Regions from separate parts of the Sus scrofa genome. Here region 2 is linked to region 1. The links are chromatin contacts, called in public Hi-C maps. All regions are on one chromosome and are shown on one strand. The core of a region is the stretch at or near the end of the contact, and the rest is flanking DNA. Distances in the headings are between cores, read along the strand shown.

The links. Hi-C and Micro-C count contacts between places; a contact is called where the count stands out from the background.
Region 2: a Hi-C map of embryonic fibroblasts shows a contact between it and region 1, with 1.7 times the contacts expected there. The contact joins the enhancer-like site here to the promoter of SPATA6 in region 1. A contact is called at or near these places in 2 of 47 Hi-C or Micro-C datasets (embryonic fibroblasts and fibroblasts).

The regions. Positions count from the first base shown.
Region 1 is chr6:163,277,394-163,281,702 of Sscrofa11.1, reverse strand. It overlaps SPATA6 (spermatogenesis associated 6), which reads right to left and starts at 2,538. Exons shown (of 13, transcript NM_001177917.1): 1 at 2,488-2,538. The coding sequence starts at 2,538.
Region 2 is chr6:163,343,961-163,348,269 of Sscrofa11.1, reverse strand. All of the region lies in intron 9 of SPATA6 (spermatogenesis associated 6), which reads right to left. Among named protein-coding and RNA genes, the nearest start is that of SPATA6, 67 kb to the right of the region's middle. Within about 2 kb of position 2,054, at least 4 of the 83 cell types and tissues checked have an H3K27ac peak or open chromatin away from gene starts, as enhancers often do. A contact at or near this core is called in embryonic fibroblasts, where this site is marked.

The DNA.
Region 1 (4,309 bases), core at 1,289-3,788:
CTTAAATTGAGAAGAAAAAATGAAATTGAAAAATGTTGAAATGTCTATGCTAATAAAATTCCTCTGTTCAATCAAAACCAAATTAATAAAGTTTGTTTAATCTGCATTGTCCTTTTTTTTTTTTTTTTTGTCTTTTTAGGGCCGCATCCTTGGCATATGGAGGTTCCCAGGCTAGGGGTCTAATGGGAGCTACAGCTGCCGGCCTACGCCACAGCCACAGCAACATGGGATCCAAGCTGCATCTGCGACCTACACCATAGCTCATGGCAACGCCAGATCCTTAACCCACTGATCAAGGCCGTGGATCGAACCTGCAGCCTCATGGTTCCTAAATCGGATTGGTTTCCGCTGCGACACAACGGAAACTCCTGTTTTTTTCTTAAGAGTCTTTTTTGCTCCTTCTGAACACTGGAGCCTTTTAACAGGGTTTTTGCTGGTCAGAAAACATCATCTTGTTGAAAATCTGCTGCTACAGAGTCGTGCAAACATAGAAAAATAATCAGCCATGCTATGCCTTAATATTCTCATCTGTAAAAAGAAATTAAAACCAATGATAGCTTCGATTTCTTAGAATTGTGAAGTTCTGTGACTCAAATGTTTGTTGAAAAAAAAAACAGGAAGGTCTCCACCTGCATAATTTCTGAAGCGCCATCATACAGTCATGCACTAAGACTGAGAGAAAGGGTAGTGAAAGAACTTTTCTTTCTCCCCGTCTTTCAGGCAGTCATCAGTTTCCACAAAGTACTTCCTCTCAGCAAGGCTGGATCTGCCAAGAAGAGAAGCCAGCCTGTCAGGCAGCGGCTCTCACCAGGCTGCTAAATGCCATTGGTCAGCAGAGGAGGAAGCAGCAGCCAGTAACACAGGCTCGGGAACTCCGGAGTCTTACTAACCGCACGGAGCCAGCTGAATTAGGAGGCTTTGTGTATTCTTGTGTTTAATGAATCCTACTTTACAAAAAGGCTGCCAAACGTTGGCAGCTGTGAGATGAAAAAGAAAAGAAAAAAGATCGGAAGCCAGAATGACAGTTTCGGACACAGTAGCGAGTAAAATCTCTGCAGCCTCAATGCTAAAGCAAGAGGGCGAGAAACTTTCTTCTCCACTCCGGCCTCATTCTCTGCCCCACCCAGCGTTCCTGCAAGACCTAGCCCTAGGCAAAGACCTAAAGGGGTCCTGTGCTGCAGGGGTGTCACTATAACGTCGGGGAGACCACAGGAAAGCAGCGGATGCTTGAAGGAGGGGGCAGGAGTGGAGGAAGGAACTGGGGAGGGCTATCTGACATAGCACTCAGAGGAGCGGCCTTGGCAATTTAAGTACACACACACACACACACACACACACACAGTTTTATTGGGAGATGAAAGGGTTGAGAAATAAATAACTAAGAGAAGTAGAAAGAGGGAAAAAGGACCGAGAGAGAAATCTTGTTACCAAATGCCTTGCAGTGGAGGGTGGGAGGGGGGTATCCTCTACAAGAGAGAGGCTGGAGCTTTCATTTGGAGAGAATGAGAGGGTTCTGGAGAGAATGAGGGGGAAGGACTTCAAAATCCCTTGGAAGAGTCTGCTGAGGTTATTCAGAGGGATGCGTTTGCTCATAGCACGGAGAGGAGGGCCAAGGCGCTTCTCTTGAGGAAAGACATGGGGGTTCCCTGCTTTAGCTGGATTTCCAGAGCAGGGCAGGGGAGCAGGATGCTCTTAGCATGTGCGCAGAGTGACCAGGACTGCCCGCAGGTCCCCTCCAGCAAGTTTAGAGAATGATTAGTTTGCCTCTAAAAGTTGGTGCCTTTCTTGGAGTGAAGGGGAGGAGGAGGGATCCCTCTGAACGTGGGGAGAGTTTGGGGACTGGAGGGACCTGACCCGGCTTCTGAAAGGTTTGCTCTGGTGGGGGAGATGGCAACGTGCCGTGTGCAGTGATGGCACATTTCAGTTGTGGAGTGTGGGGATTCTACTTTGACGACTTAGAGAAGAATCCCCTTCACTGATCAGAAGCTTGGAAATTTGTCTGAAAAAATCCTCCAGCAGTGATTTGGAAAGAAATCTACACACACACACACACACACACACACACACACACACACACTCCCGAAAACTGGGCAGGAGCCTGGCCAGTAATCCTCTCTCACTACAACAGGAGCAGAGAAGAGAGATTTAAAAAAAAAACCCGACCCACCCCAATTCACTGGAAAGTTTAGAGCAGAGAGAGAACTTTCTAAAGTGGTATGAAAAGAACTTGAAGGAACCCGAACTGGAAGTTGGGAGGAAGCTAGGGGCTGGGGTAGGGGATCTGACCTCGATATAGCTGGAGTGATTTTGAGGTTGGGTAAGACCGAGGGGATACGGGGTCCAGGGTCCCTAGGGAGGGATGATTCGGAGGGAGAAGGTTTCGAGGTGATCCGGGGTTCTCGGAAGTGAATGGAGGCAGCGTCCAAAGTAAATTCCGGGGGCTCAAGACACCCAGGCGGAGGCGTAGGGGGCGCGACCAGTACTCACAGAGCGGATCTCCAGCGCCAGGGCGCATTGCAGCGCCTTCACCTTCGGCATCCGCGCGAGGTGGGGCGGCGGGGAGGGACCCCGGCCGCGGGCCCGAGGGAGGTGAGGAGACGCGGGGCGGGGCGGGGACGGGGAGGAGACGAGGTGGCGGCGGCGGTGGCAGCTGTGGCCCCCAGGCCGGGGCCCGCGGTCCAGCCTGGGTCCCGCCGGAGCAGCAGCTGTGCGCGAGGCGCGGACTCGTTGTCATGGCAGCCGGGAGGGGAGGGGCCGGAAGAGAAGCTGGGAGGGGACGCGCCTGAGCAGCCGCAGCAGGGGGTGGGGCTCGGCGAACGCTGGGGGAGGCGGGGCTTCCGAAGGGGCGGGGCGGGCAGTTTGTGACGTCAGACTATGGGCCCAAAGCCACAAGAAGAGAATATCCCTACAATGAATAGATCAGTGGGCAGGTGGTGAGTTGGAGTCAGGAGCGCGGAGTTCCAAGGTGGCGGTGGCAACTTTGCTAGTGGCCTCCTTCTGCTAGTGGCCTCCTTCAGTTTCTCTAGCTGTAAAGAATCATAATGATTTATTCGTTCTCATATTTGAATCTGATACAGTTTTCAAAGCCAGCCTGAGAAAACTGAGGCCTGGAAAACAGACTTGCCCAATTTAAAGGCAGAAGAAAGACTGGACCTCGGGAACTCTCAAGTAAAACTCCGGTTGCCTCCCTGAGAAGAGAGGCTTCGGTCAAATCACCTTCCTCTTCCTAGTGTCTTGTTCTATGATTCTCTGTTAGTGCGACCCCCCCCCCCCCCGAAGGTTTCCTGTTTAATTCACCTGTGTATGCACTTCAGTACACATTATTTAAATTGAACTGTCAGCGAAGGGTCTGGGCCATAGACCATCAAAGATTAAAAGAATCGAAGAGCTTTTCATCGTTTTAAAAATCATTTTTGGAGTTCGAATTGTGGCTCAGCAGGTTAAGAACCCGACTAGTATCCATGAGGACGCAGGTTCCACCCCTGGCCTGGCTCACTGGGTCAGGAATCTGGTGGTGCCTTGAGCTCTGGTGTAGGTCCAGAGGAGGCTCAGATCTGGCTTTGCTGTGGCTGTGGTGTGGGCTGGCAGCTGCAGCTCTGATTTGAACCCAAGCTTGGGAACTTCCATATGCAGTAGGTGCAGCCCTAAAAAAGCAATATCATCATCATCATCATCATTTTTATTGCAAAATATGTTATACATACAGACATTTATAAAACATGTTGATCTTCAGCTATAACAAAGCAAATGCCTGTGCAACTAATACCCAGGTTAAGAAATAGAGCACAGGGAGTTCCCATCGTGGCGCAGTGGTTAACGAATCCGACTAGGAACCATGAGGTTGCGGGTTCGGTCCCTGCCCTTGCTCAGTGGGTTAACGATCCGGCGTTGCCGTGAGCTGTGGTGTAGGTTGCAGACGCGGCTCGGATCCCGCGTTGCTGTGGCTCTGGCGTAGGCCGGTGGCTACAGCTCCGATTCGACCCCTAGCCTGGGAACCTCCATATGCCGTGGGAGCGGCCCAAGAAATAGCTAAAAAGACAAAAAAAAAAAAAAAGAAAAAAAAAAAAAAAAAAAAAAAGAAATAGAGCACAACCAACACCTTAAAAATGTCCCAAACGTTGTGTTACCTTCCTTGCCCTGAAAGTAACCACTACCCTGATTTCTGTTATAATAGAATCCCTTGCTTTTCTAAATCCTTTTGTTATTCATGAATGAGAATATTGTTAAGATACTGTTTAACTTTTCCTCCTTATTGATGTTATATAAATGTAATTAATACTATACATACTCTTCTGTGATTTGCTTCTCT
Region 2 (4,309 bases), core at 805-3,304, 67 kb before region 1:
AGATATATTTAGTGATATTATACACACATACATAAAACCTTTGTAAAAGTAAAAATATATATATATATATATAATGTCACAGCTATATCTGAAGGTAAATTTCAGAACACAGCAATCCTTATTACTACTGTATGATTAAACATTAAATACATCTGATTATTCTTTCTACATGTCTAACATTTATGAAACTTTATCAGTTCTAAGGGGTTCTGAGTAGGGATGGAGGGAAATGTAGGATGTACATACATATAAAACAAAGGACAAATACACTGGAACTAATGAGGGCCTAGGTTAGCTATGAGGTCAAAGAGAAGAGAATTCTAGCCCTAACGTTTGTTCATTGCTTCATAATAAATCCGGATAAATTAATAAATTCCTACCCTTGTGGAATTTATATTCTAGTAAAATTTACATTCCAGTAAGGAGAGAGAGATTTAAAAACACCTCACTCCCCAGATAAATAGGTAAAACATACAGTTTGTCACAGGATGGTAAATACCACAGGAAGCAGATAAAGGAGGTAGAGGTGCTGCTGGGTGGGGGGGGTGGTATGTGGGAAGGTGCTGCACTTTTAAATAGAATCGACAGTGGGACCTCAGGGACAAGACAGTCCTAGGAAAGATCTAAGGAGTAAAGGCCTGAGTAAAGACCACGGGATCTGAGGCAGGGGACACCTGCGGGACAAACATCCCGGAAAGAGAGAAAAATAAGCACAAAGATCCTGTGGGTAGGGTAGGGGGCGCGCCTGATCGTTAGAATAGCAAGAAAACCAACAGGGCTTGACTGGAGAGTAGAAGATGAAGTAAAAAAGGTAAATTTTAAGGATTTGGGCTTCTATTCTGAAGAGAGAAAAAATAAGATTCTTTTTTTTTTTTTTTTTTTTTAAATAAGATCTCCGTGGCTACTGTGGTACAGTCTATAGTGAGGCCAAGGGCAGAGGCAAGGAAATGAATTAAGAAACAATTACAACAAAGTATGGAAAAGAATACTGGCTAGATCCTGAGTGACAGCTGTGGAGGTGAAAGCGATCAGATTCAGTTCAGCTGGAAGATGAGGCCAACAGGATATGCTGATAGATGGCCTGTCAATGGTAACAGCCACGTTGTTTTTGCCAAATTGACTGCAAGAGCTGTGTGCGCATGAACTAGTTACACCTTTCCAACTGGACGGGTAGGAGAGTAAGGCACTAGGAGTCTGAACTTCACCTGTCTATTAATCATCCAAACCATTAGCATAGAGTTGAGAGGAAGAGTCCAGGATAAAGATACAAATTGGTAATTACCAGAGTCTAAGAGGCACTTAACGATACGACGTGAGGTGATACCGCCAAGGAAGTGAGTGTAGATAGGAAACAAATGAAAACTGAGCCCTGGGGATACTCCATGGTTTAGAGGCTGGGAAGGTAAGAAGGAAACTGACTGAGGAATAGCCAGGGAAGAAGGGGAAGAAAAAGGAGAATGTGTTGTTTTGGAAAGTCAATTAAATAATGCATTTCAAGGAAAGGGAGTAACTAACTGGGTCAAATATGACAGATCGGTCAATGTCGAAAAGGCTAGGAATGAACCTCTGGATTTTGACAACAGGGAAGGTCACCAATAATAGCAATAAGAGCAGCTCTGGGGGAGTGACAATCTGGAGTTAAGTTCAAGAGAGAAGGAGAGAGGAATTGCGTTTAAAAAATGAAATATTTAACTTCCAGTCACCACGTGAAGTATTGGGACTACGACAGGGAACACACCAAAGTCCCCTACATCCCAGAGGTTACTATCGGCTACATATTTGACCTTTAAGAAAGTCAACTGGACCTTTAATCTTTCGCAGACTCGTTTTCCTCCTATGTAAAACAGGGTTAATAATAGCTACCTTAGAGGTCTTCCATCATTTATTTAAAGTATCTCGCAGAATGTCTAGGTGCATGAATTAGTTATACAACAAATATAAGTCATTTATTATTAAAACGCCATTCCAACATTGCTTTTTCCTTCAGCAGTACCACAATTTTCACTGCTTTCCAGAATTACAGCAACATATGGTGAGTCAGCAGTCAGCTGAATCAAGCTTTCACCCCAGATCCAAATGGCATGTAATTCAAATGACTCAGTTACAGTTCCAAAGAACTGACCAAGAAATAGGTGATCCGGATGGAATAAAGGGGAAAAAATGACAAAGGCTCTATTGTTCGCTGTTCGCGGAGACGAAGTAAAAACAGTGAATGTCAAAAATAAGGTCGAAGAGGTCCAAAATCAACGAATACGCGCGTATACATTAAGAGACCGCAGGAAAGGAGAAGAAGTGCTATAACGCTGGTCCTAGAACACTGTCCAAATATGAGCCACTTGGCTTAAGCAGAGAGATTATTTTCACCTCATTAATTTCAATGTCAATTGAGTCATGTTGGCTGGGGAACCATTTCATTTTTTTGTTTACGAAAATCTCTCCCCAAACTCATCAGCAATGCTTTCAATAAAGCCTCTTCCAGGTGACTACAACTGACTTTTTCTCCATCAGAATAATCACTGAGAATGTTTTAAGTAACACGTTAGCGAACACACGGATCTAGAGAGGTACAGGGATTTGAACTCAAAATCCAGATGAGACAGGTATTAACAGAAAACCGACAGTGAGACATGCTCAGTGGCAAACACCCCCTGATGACAGTATCTGCAGAAGGAAACTGAAAGACCTCTAAGGGCCTAAAGGGTGGCGGCCTCTTGGAGGAGGTGGGATTGGAATCAAGCCATAAGTAGAGACAAAGGGGAGAAGGGCACTTCGAACGGAGGGAAAGGCAGAAGAAGGAAAGATACACAATGACGACAATCACTTGGACAGCGTGACAGAAAAGTAATCAGAGAGACTGTCACGGGGGTGGAGAGGGCAGGCTGCAGAGAACCTTGCCACTGTAACTCAGCACCAGGCAGCACGTATTAAGCATCTTCTGTGCGTGACGACCCGAAGAAGGCAGGAGACAATAATCACAGGCAAATACAAGAGGAGACCTCAAAGACAGGATACTTCAAAAGGAGAGGCATGAAAAAACAAGGAATGAGAAAATACTGAGAAAGGAAATCGGAACGAAACAGATACCCAATAAGTAACTGCGCAGAGGGAACAGAGCGGGGATGTATTCCTTCCACGGAATTAGAATAAATATTTGTTTTGGAAAGTTTTATATCTACATGGTGGAATGGAAGGCATAATAAATAATGGAATTAAGTCTTTGAGAAGAATCCACTTCAACTTTTCAACCTTAATGAAGCCTTAGCTTAAGAAATGTTTTCATAGCTTTTGTGAGTTTTCTAGGTTGTTTATTCACGTCCAAAAACCAAATGGAATGCTCTCTTTGACACATAATAGAAGAGTTGCATTTCTCGAAGGGACCCCTCAAGAACCCTGGCTTAGAGTGTTCAGAGAACCGGTGCAAATCTCTGCTTGTTATGTGACCCTAAGCAAATCATTCACGCTAAGCTTTTGTTGTTTCCTTGTCTATACACTAGGGAAATCATCTTACGGGTTTTGCTACAGAAAATAAATGAGCCAAAATTAGTACGAACACAAAGCAGAAAGCATGAGTTAGAGAGACAACAGTATTTATTTCCTCTATAGCAACCTTCCTATTTCAGCATAAAGAGGTTTCTTCTTTTTTTTTTTACACATTTAGGGAAATAATTCTTTAATGCCTTTTATAGATCTCAGAAATGTAACAATTCCAAAATTGCAAATGTTGAAATGTTTTAAGATAAAATCTAATATTTCTAAAGCAATTTGTAATTATTACAGGTAGGAAAAAAAACATCATAGACTAAATTCATTATAATTACATAAATGTAATATACTTACGTAAATGACATACTTTTCAAATATGTGACATGCAAGGATTTTGCATGCTTATGAAAGAAATAAGCTTCCTGAAAAGTTGCTTATACAGTAAGTTGATAACTTAAATCATATTGATGGCCATAACACTTATATTTATAGGAACTTCAAGGCCAAAACAATACAAGAGATAACAAACCACTAATTATAGGAACCAGGAAATTCACTTTTTCAACAAATGTTTCTTGAAAGTCCATTTAGTGCCTGTTACTATACAGCATGCTTTAAAATTTCTCCTTTGTCGTGGGACATAAACCTAAGAAATAAATAAAAATAATGCGAATGGAGCTTGCTGGGAAGTAGCTGAGAATGACGACTACAGGCGGAAGAGCAGCAGAGGTACTCCTCTCAGGAGAGTAAGAAGGAAGTGCCGTCCTGATTCAAAGGGGGAGAGAAGCAGGTACGGGCAACCCAGATCAGTTTCTCAGTCTGTGGA